2 separate regions of the Sus scrofa genome follow, and region 2 is linked to region 1. Evidence: chromatin contacts called from public Hi-C data. All regions are on one chromosome and are shown on one strand. The core of a region is the stretch at or near the end of the contact, and the rest is flanking DNA. Distances in the headings are between cores, read along the strand shown. Region 1 overlaps CAPN11 (calpain-11). Region 2 holds the start of SLC29A1 (equilibrative nucleoside transporter 1).

The links. A called contact is a pair of places that touch in the nucleus more often than the background predicts.
Region 2: a Hi-C map of fetal liver shows a contact between it and region 1, with 2.2 times the contacts expected there. The contact joins the promoter of SLC29A1 here to the enhancer-like site in region 1. A contact is called at or near these places in 2 of 5 promoter capture datasets (fetal liver and liver), 8 of 47 Hi-C or Micro-C datasets (blood, embryonic fibroblasts, epiblast stem cells and 4 more) and 2 of 2 datasets of contacts at active chromatin or transcription factors (alveolar macrophages and skeletal muscle).

The regions. Positions count from the first base shown.
Region 1 is chr7:39,179,500-39,184,242 of Sscrofa11.1, reverse strand. It overlaps CAPN11 (calpain-11), which reads right to left. Exons shown (of 22, transcript XM_021100038.1): 5 at 3,061-3,194; 6 at 2,699-2,867; 7 at 157-240; 8 at 1-67. Among named protein-coding and RNA genes, the nearest start is that of CAPN11, 13 kb to the right of the region's middle. Within about 2 kb of position 3,107, at least 16 of the 83 cell types and tissues checked have an H3K27ac peak or open chromatin away from gene starts, as enhancers often do. A contact at or near this core is called in fetal liver, liver, skeletal muscle and 1 more, where this site is marked.
Region 2 is chr7:39,215,007-39,219,381 of Sscrofa11.1, reverse strand. It overlaps SLC29A1 (equilibrative nucleoside transporter 1), which reads right to left and starts at 1,408. Exons shown (of 14, transcript XM_005666066.3): 1 at 1,024-1,408. It overlaps LOC110261530, which reads right to left and starts at 3,449. Exons shown (of 2, transcript XM_021098792.1): 1 at 3,365-3,449; 2 at 2,107-2,929. The coding sequence starts at 2,869. The coding sequence ends at 2,603. LOC110261531 (a long non-coding RNA gene) reads left to right here and starts at 1,237. Exons shown (of 3, transcript XR_002345745.1): 1 at 1,237-1,325; 2 at 1,928-2,084; 3 at 2,639-2,724.

The DNA.
Region 1 (4,743 bases), core at 1,858-4,357:
TCCACTCAATCCGGCCCCAGGGATTCCGGACCCGAATCAGTGTTACTGTCTTGCCGTGGTACCAGATCTGGGTGGAGGATGGACAAAGGTCAGGGGTGTAGGGTCAGCGAGGCTCTCCTCAGGCCCCTCTAGGTGGGGTGCTGTGGTCAGACTCACATCCTGAAGGCCGGTCACCGAGTAAGCATGTCCTTTTACCAGCATCCTCTGTGTCAGCGACTCCAAGTCGCTGTTGCTGGTGACCTACCGTACAGAGAGGAAGGAAACCAACTCAGGACCTGATCAGAGGGACGGGGGCACCAGAAAGAGAGGTGATGACTCTCTGGTTTCCTTTTCTAAGGAAATTAAACTTTGGGAGTTCCCAATGTGGCACAGCAGAAACGAATCCAACTAGGAACCATGAGGTTTCGGGTTCAATCCCTGGCCTTGCTCAGTGGGTTGGGGATTGGGCATTGCTGTGAGCTGGGGTGTAGGTCACAGATGGGGCTTGGATTTGGCGTTGCTGTGGCTGTGGTGTAGGCCGGCAGCTGTAGCTTTGATTTGACCCCTAGCCTGGGAATCTCCATATGCATATGCCACCCTAAAAAGTAAAAAAAAAAAAAAGCAAGAAAAGAAAATTAAACTTCGTATTTTCAAATGATTGTAGATTCACATGCAGTTGTAAGAAATAACATAGAGATGATGTTCTCGTTGTGGCCCAGTGGAACTGAATCCGACTAGGAACCATAAGGTTGCAGGTTCGATCCCTGGCCTTGCTCAGTGGGTTCAGGATCCGGCGTTGCCGTGAGCTGTGGTGTAGGCCGGCAGCTATAGCTTTAATTAGACTCCAGCCTGGGAACCTCCATATGCCGTGGGTATGGCCCGAAAAAGCAAAAAAAGAAAGAAAGAAAGAAAATTAAATTTCGTATTTTCAAATGATTGTAGATTCACATGTAATTGTAAGAAATAACAGAGAGATAGCCCTTGCACCCCTTATCTAATTTCCTTGGGTGGTGACATCTTGCAAAACTATAACACAATATCAGAACCAGGATCCTGATGTTGACACAATTTCACAATTGGCCTGTTTTTTTTCTGTCTTTTTTTTTTTTTTAGGGCCACACCTGTGGCATATGGAGGTTCCCAGGCTAGGGGTCAAATCAGAGTTGCAGTCACCAGCCTACACCACAGCCGCAGCAACACCAGATCCGAGTCACATCTGCAACCTAAGCTGTAGATTGAGACAATGCTGGATCCTTAATCCACTGAGCGAGGCCAGGGATCAAACTGACATCCTTATGGATGCTATGGGGGTTCTTAACCTGCTGAGCCCCCATGGGAACTCCACAATTTGTCTGTCTTATACAGGTCTTCACTTTTGCTTGTGCTTATTATGTGTGTTTTGTGCAGTGTTATCATATGTGTACTTTCCTGGATCCACCGCTGTAGTCACGATGCAAAGCAGCTTCATCAGCACTAGCATCCATCTTGCTGCCTTTGTTTGTTTTTTTTTTTTTTTTTTTTGGCTTTTTGGCTTTTTGCTATTTCTTTGGGCCGCTCCCTCGGCATATGGAGGTTCCCAGGCTAGGGGTCGAATAGGAGCTGTAGCCACTGGCCTACGCCAGAGCCACAGCAACGCGGGATCCGAGCTGCATCTGCAACCTACACCACAGGTTACTGCAACGCCGGATTGTTAACCCACTGAGCAAGCGCAGGGACCGAACCTGCAACCTTAAGGTTCCTCGTCGGATTCGTTAACCACTGCGCCACGACGGGAACTCCGTGCTGCCTTTGGATAACCAACATCCACCTCTTCTGACCTCTTCCCCAGCCTCTGACAACTCCAGACTCTGTGGCTCTCAGTTCTACAGAGTCGGAATTGTCAATTCCCAAATTTTTGTCATTTCAAGATTGTCACATAAATGGAATCATACAGTATGGAACCTTTGGGGATGGGCGTTTTTTTTATGCATTCCTTGAGATTCATCCAAGTTGTTGTGTGTATCAACAGTTCATTTCTTTTTATTTTTCAAATTTTATGTTATTGGAGTTCCCGTTGTGGCTCAGTGGTTAACGAATCTGACAAGCAACCGCGAGGACGCAGATTCGATCCCTGGCCTTGCTCAGTGGGTTAAGACTCCGGTGTTGCCGTGAACCGTGGTGTAGCTTGCAGAGAGGGCTCATATCCCATGCTGCTGTGGCTGTGGTGTAGGCCGGCGGCTACAGCTCCTATTCGACCCCTAGCCTGGGAACCTCCATATGCCGCGAGTGTGGCCCTAAAAAGCAAAAATAAATAAATAAATGGAATAAATAAATTTATTCCATTTATTTATTTGAACAAGTACTGGTTGGGCATCTATTGCATGGTAAGTACCATCTTAAGTCCTAGGACCCAGCAGTGAGTGAGACAGATAAGGTCACTGCCTTCATGGAATAGGAGAATTGTCGAGAGAAGCTAGGTCGTGAATGTACACACAGACAAGTAAGCCAGTTTCAGCTCATGATAAATGTTGGGGAGAAAATTAAATCAAAGTAAAGAAGCAATGAGTATAAGAGCAGCTAATTTAGATTGGGAGACAGAGAAGATTAGCCTGAGGAAGAGGCATTTGAACTGAAAAATGAAAGAGAAGGAGCTAGTTATGCAGGTATCCGAGGAAAGAGCTTTCTAGGTGACAGCAACAGGAGGTGCAAAGGCCCTGAGCCAGGACCAAGTACAGCTTACTTCAATGGAGCAGCCCATGAGGGAGGATCGCTCTATGCCCTTCCTAAGCATCCTCAGCAGGTTCTGAGGGGGTGTCTGGAGCTGGAAGCTCTGGGTCACGCCCCCCGTGAAGTCCTCAAAGCCTTCCATTGTGTTCCCCCCTGACAGTGCTTCATAGGATCCGTTCAGCCTGTGGGCACAGAGAGGGCACTGTTTGGGCTCTAGGAGGCAGTTGTGAGCTTGGACATCAGAGGGTGGGCTGAGGAGAGGGTAGGATGCTCTGCGGTCCCCATGCCTCTTCCCCTGATTCCAGCTGTCCCCATTGCTGCCAACGGTCAGGGCAGACCTGGAGGCCAGCCCAACCCCTTGGCTGGAGCACTCACTTGGCGTAGGCCTTCTCCAGCAGGGCGCTCCAGAACTCAGTGCGCTCGGCTGAGTGCACAAACACCAGCTTGCCATTCTTTGTGGGCAGCCGATCATCCACCACCACATCCATCCACTGGCCAAACTGCCAGATCTGCAGGTAGCAAGCTGAGTCTCAGCCGAGTGTGGGATATCTGTCTGTGCCAGGCCAAGAGTGCGCGCGCGAAGACACAAACACACACTCTCCCTCTCTCTCTCTCTCTCTCTCTCTCTCTCTCTCTCTCTCTCTCTCTCTCTCTCTCCCTCTCTCCTCCTTGCCTGAGGACTCTGTGACACAAGCGCCTTCTGGTGGCAGGTTCTGTGACACACCAGTTCAGAGAGCCCATCCCCTAAAAAGGCCTGAACCTCCCCAGCATCCTTATCTCCAGGTTCTGCCTGGGCTCCCGAGGGACCCGCCCACCTTTTGACCTTGAATGAACTTTAGGATGCCTGCCTTTCTCTCCTTCTCTCTTTCTTTCTTTCTTGTTTAATGGCTGCACGCATGGCATATGAAAATTCCCCAGACAGGGAGAGAATTCGAGTTGAAGCTGCAGCAATACTGGATCTTTAACCCACTGTGCTGGGCCAGGATCGAAGCCTCTGCTGCTGGATTCTTAACCCACTGTGCCACAGACTCCCGTCAAGGCTCAGTGGAAACGAATCTGGCTAGTGTCCATGAGGGTGCATGGCGTTGCTGTGGCTGTGGTGTGGGGCTCGGATCCCACATCGCTGTGGCTGTGGTATAGGCCGGCAGCTGCAGCTCTTGATTCGACCCCTAGCTTGGGAACCTCCATGGCTGCGAGGGCGGCCCTAAAAAGATGAGAAAAAAACCTCTTGTGATTTTTGGAAATATTTTATGACAGGAGGAATTTGTCCATATGTCGCTTAACTTAAAAGAACAGAGTCCAAAAATCACATGGCAGAAATTCCCAATGTCGGATACGCTCATACCTATACATATGCATATACATGTAAATGTGCATATACACGTGTGTATCTCCCCTGGAGGAAGAGACAGAGACAGAAGCAGGACAAGGAGAGGAAAAGGAGGAAGAGCCACAGACTGATAATTGTTTTCTTTGGAGGCTTTAAAAAATTAGCTTCCAGAGTTCCCACTGAGGTGCAGCGGAAACAAATCCAACTAGGAACCATGAGGTTTTGGGTTCGATCCCTGGCCTCCCTCAGTGGGTTAAGGATCCAGCGTTGCCGTGAGCTGTGGCATAGGCCAGTGGCTCCAACTCCAATATGACCCCTAGCCTGGGAACCTCCATATGCTGCAGGTGTGGCCCTAAAAAGCAAAAAAAAAAAAAAAAAGTTAGCTTCCATGATGTCTTCCAGTGAGCAGATGTTTTGCTGATAATTAGGCAAAAATCCATCGTAGTAAATGTCATTTTTCAAAAAGAATACGAAAAAGATGAACTTCAAAGCATGTACCAATTCTCTTTTTTTTTTTCCTTTGGTTTTTTCTAGGGCCGCTCCCCGCGGCATATGGATGTTCCCAGGCTAGAGGTCTAATCAGAGCTACAGCTGCCGGTCTACACCACAGCCACAGCAACTCGGGATCCAAGCCGCATCTGCGACCTACACCACAGCTCATGGCAACACCGGATCCTTAACCCACTGGTCCCTAGTCGGAACCATGACGGGAATCCAGCATGTGCACA
Region 2 (4,375 bases), core at 159-2,658, 37 kb before region 1:
TAATGTTTTTGTTGTTTTTTTGCCATTTCTTGGGCCGCTCCCACGGCATACGCAGGTTCCCAGGCTAGGGGTCGAATCGGAGCTGTAGCTGTCGGCCTACGCCAGAGCCACAGCAACTCAGGATTCGAGCTGTGTCTGCGACCTACACCACAGCTCACAGCAACGCCGGATCCTTAACCCACAGAGCAAGGCCGGGGATCGAACCTGCAACCTCATGGTTCCTAGCCAGATTCGTTAACCACTGTGCACTATGGGAACTCTCAGATAATGTTTTAACGCAATATTTTTTTAAAAGTCAAAAGTTAATGCAAAAAAACCCATGAACAAAACATCAATTAGGGAGTTTTTGTTGAGGCTCAGCCTAAAGAACCCAACTAATATCCATGAAGATGTGGATTGGACCCCTGGCCTCGTTCAGTGGGTTAAGGATCCCGCACTGCCCTGAGCTGTGGCATAGGTTGCAGACGCGGCGCGGCTCCGATCCCATGTTGCTGTGGCTGCGGGTAGGCTGGTGGCTGCAGCTGGGATTCACCCCTAGCCTGGGAACTTCCATATGCTGCAGGTGCGGCCCTAAAATAGCAAAATAAATAAATAAATAAATAAGCTAAAGGTAGGATCTGGCCCTTTCAGAGTCAGACACCTCAAGTCCCTCACTTTCCTTATGGATGTGTACAGGAGTCAGGGTTCAGGAAGACTCAACTCTTTGTTCACCAGTCTGGGCTTGGTTTTTCAGCTGTCTTTCTCAGACCTCTGCCCCAACCCTCTGCTGTGGGGAGGTCGCTGATCTTGGGGACATCTGCATATGGTTAAAATAGGGCAGTCATCTAAGCAGGGCCTCCAAAGTCCAAGGAAAGGATCTCCTCCGCCAGAAACCGCAGATGCCACGGACTCCATTAACTTCCCCATCCCACAAGGACCCCGCTCTCCGCTCTCCGCCCCGCCCACACCGCTCTCCGCCCCGCCCTCGGGGGAACTGCGTAGACAACTCCTCTGGCCGCCGCCCCGCCTCTGCTCCCCGCGCACCTGCTGGGACATTCGGAGGGGCATCCGGAGTCGGCGAGCGGGGACGGAAATTCCCGGGCCTGCCGGCCCCTAGTCCCAGTTTGGCCTCCTCATCTCAGGACTGGGACCGTCGCCATTGTCCAGAAACCGTAGCCCGCGCCGGGTCTGACCGGTCTCTGCCCCCCTTCCCCGGCAATGAAGGAGCAGCAACGGGCGATCCTGGCGCTCGCCCAGCGCCCCGCGGCCGGCTCGGTTCCGATCAGCGCCGGCGTTGCTCGGTAGCGGGGAGCGCCCCAGGAGGCCAGCGGGAGGCGAGGCCCAGAGTACGGCTGAATAAATAAATAAATAAAGGCGCCTGTGACCCCGGAGGGCACCAGGTGTTGGAACCCCTTTCACCCTGCCCCTCCCCCCGAGGCCAGCTTCCGGAGCCGGGCGAGCACGTGCGCTGGCTTCTGTGGACTCCGGGTGGAAACAGATGGCGCTGGGGGGTAGGGAGGCGGGGGTCTGGCGGAAAGCCCCGCGGGGCCAGCTTGGGGGCGCCGGGCCCTGGTCTCGGTTCTTCCCCAAGGCCAACCTTTGAGGGCTATGCTGACGGGATGACGGTCCTGAAAGGGGCCTTGTAGTCTCCTCACTGTCCCCCTTTGAACTGAGAGCCCAGGACTCTCTGGGATGGGGAGAGAGGAATATTGCCTGGGAAAGTTAAGCAAATTATCCGGAGGCTGGCATGCAAATGCCTCTGACAACTCCTATTTGATGCCCCAGGGCCTCTCACTGGGGAGGGGAAATGGGGAGGTGAATTCTTCAGATCACACCGCACCCAGCTCCCTACCCCCCAAGTCCCTTCCTGGGCAGAGCACCCCTCAGGGGCCCCTCTGGGTGGATGCCCTCAGGGTCCCACAGCAAGCAGATCTCCCTCTTTCCACAGCACCAGTTGACAAGAGTCTCCTCCGTCGCCCGAGGACTTTTACCTCCTTACCTTGAACTGACCAGCCAGATCACAGACTGCTGGGTCACAGTGTCATCTACTCAAGTTAGACAAGAGAAATTCCGGGCGAAGCGGATGGGGAGGGACAATGGAATAGGTAGGAAAAGGCATGCCAAGAATTCAAGGCAACAAATATTTATTGAGCACCTGCTGCATGCTGGACTTTGAGGGCAGGACTGACTCTCTAAGGAACAAAGGTCTTATTACTTTAAGGTGAATCCTGACTCACAGACAGACAGTCTGGATTAGCTAAATCGCCTGTCCTTGGGTTAAGCAATGGCCCTCATTGGGTCTCATGTTCCTGTTAGCCTGGGGGTGGAGGGTGGCGGAGGAGAGTCCGTTCTTCCCCCAGAGGCCCGAGGTGATTAGAAATGGACTTGGGAAGAATGCAGGGAGGGAGGGAGAATGATGGTTTTCGGCTAGATACGGAGAGCATCCTTCCAACAATTTCTGCTGGGAGAGAGGAGGCACGTCTGGGCTAGACCCCTCTCAGGCTCAGTGCCCCCACCATGTCTTCTGCCCACTGGGCAGGCTGCGGTCAGTGAAGGGGCCAAGGCTGTCTTACTCCAAAAGAAAGCATTTCAATGAATACAGCTACTGCTGGGATTCGCAGCCTCATTTTTGAGAAACTATCCTCTCCCTCCTCTCCAGGCGGGCCACTCTGGAGGCCTCCCCGGCAGCAGCGGCATCATCTGGCGGGTGTCTCTGGCTGAGGAGGAACACCAGACAGCCCAGTAAAGCCTCTCGCATATCCTGGGAGCCCAGGCGGCGGGCCAGCCGGCGCAGCAGAGGCAGGAGGTGCCGACGGGCCAGGCGGGCAGCGGGCAGCAGCAGGCGGGCCAGCAGCGTTCGCAGCAGCAGCGGGAGCAGCGGAGCGGGCATGGTCAGTGACTGCCAAGGCGATCCAGACTCTAGGCTTGTCTTTCCTGCTTCCCTCCTCACCTGGCCAAGACAAAGGCTGGGCAGATTTCACCCCTGCTTATGTTTACACCCTCCTGCCCCCAGGTCTCAATTCATAGGTCATTTCTGCTTTCCTGGAGCCCTTCCTCTGGGAAGGGGGGCTGGGACAGGAGGGTTCTCACTGTAGTACAGAGGGAGACAGGGAGCCAAGCAAGAGTAAAGAGGGGGCTGGGACCTGCAGCTCGCCATTCCCAGCCTCCAGGGGTCTCCTACTGTCCCTCGAACCTCCCCTCCTCTACTCACCCCCTCCTCAGGCACACTCAGTCCCCTGGCGTTCCCTAACCCCTGTGCCTCAGTCCAGCAGGAGTTCTTCCCTGGGCAGGTCTAAGTTTTCTTTTCAGGGATCTCGATCCCCCCAGACCTGAGGCTTCCTACCCTCCCAGGTCCCCACCCCCACGGATGGGCAGCAGCTCTCACCAGTCCGAGCAGCCACTCAGCATCAATGTCTGGCTGAATTTGCCTGCAGGAGCCACAGCCTCACTGGACACTACACAGGGCTGCCCCACCCAGCTCAGCCCCACCCGGGACAGCTTGCCGAGGCTGGGGGAACAAGGCAGAGACAGCTGTTTTCTGGCACCTGGTATGTGGAAGGGACAGGGCAGCTGGGCTGGGAGAAGTGATGCAGGAATTCCTCCTGCTGGGTGCAGACTTCAGAGTCAGAAGCCAGACTGCACTTTCTTTCTTTCTTCTTCTTCTTCTTTTTTTTTTTTTTTGTGTCTTTTTGCCGTTTCTTGGGCCGCTCCCTCGGCATATGGAGGTTCCCAGGCTAGGGGCTCTAATCGGAACTGTAGCCGCTGGCCTACACCACAGCCACAGCAATGTGGGATCCAAGCCGCGTCTGCGACCTACTCTGCAGCTCACGGCAACCCCAGATCTTTAGCCCACTGAGGAAGGCCAGGGATCGAACCTGCAACCTCATGGTTCCTACTCGGATTAGTAGGAACTGAACCATGACGGGAATTCCAGACTGCACTTTCTAACGGTGTGACCTGAGGCACGTTCATTCTTCTGGGTTCCTGGTGCCTTTGTCCGATGCCTCAGTAACTAGGAGGAACTGGGAGGAGTAACTGGAATGGGACTGTGATGAGCTCTACTGACCCAAACCTCAGATGCAGTAAGGCTGCAGCCCCCGGGGCGTGCTCAGAGTGGCTGAGACAGAGTAGGATCAGGGCAGGCACCCATGGGCCCTCTCCTGGGGATAGAGGCGTGGGGTCACAGCCCATCTCACTGAAGGACCCAGTTGGACACAGCTGGGTGGCATTCCCACTCGGGGACAGGAAGAGGGAGACCCATGTTAAGCCCCTCTTCTCCCATATTTTCCCCTCAAGATTAAATGCGGTTCCATGAGTTAGCTAGGTAGAAAAGGTCTGAGTTTGTTTTATTTTGTTTTTAAATGCTTCTTTCTTCTATTTCATAAAATGGGTGTAA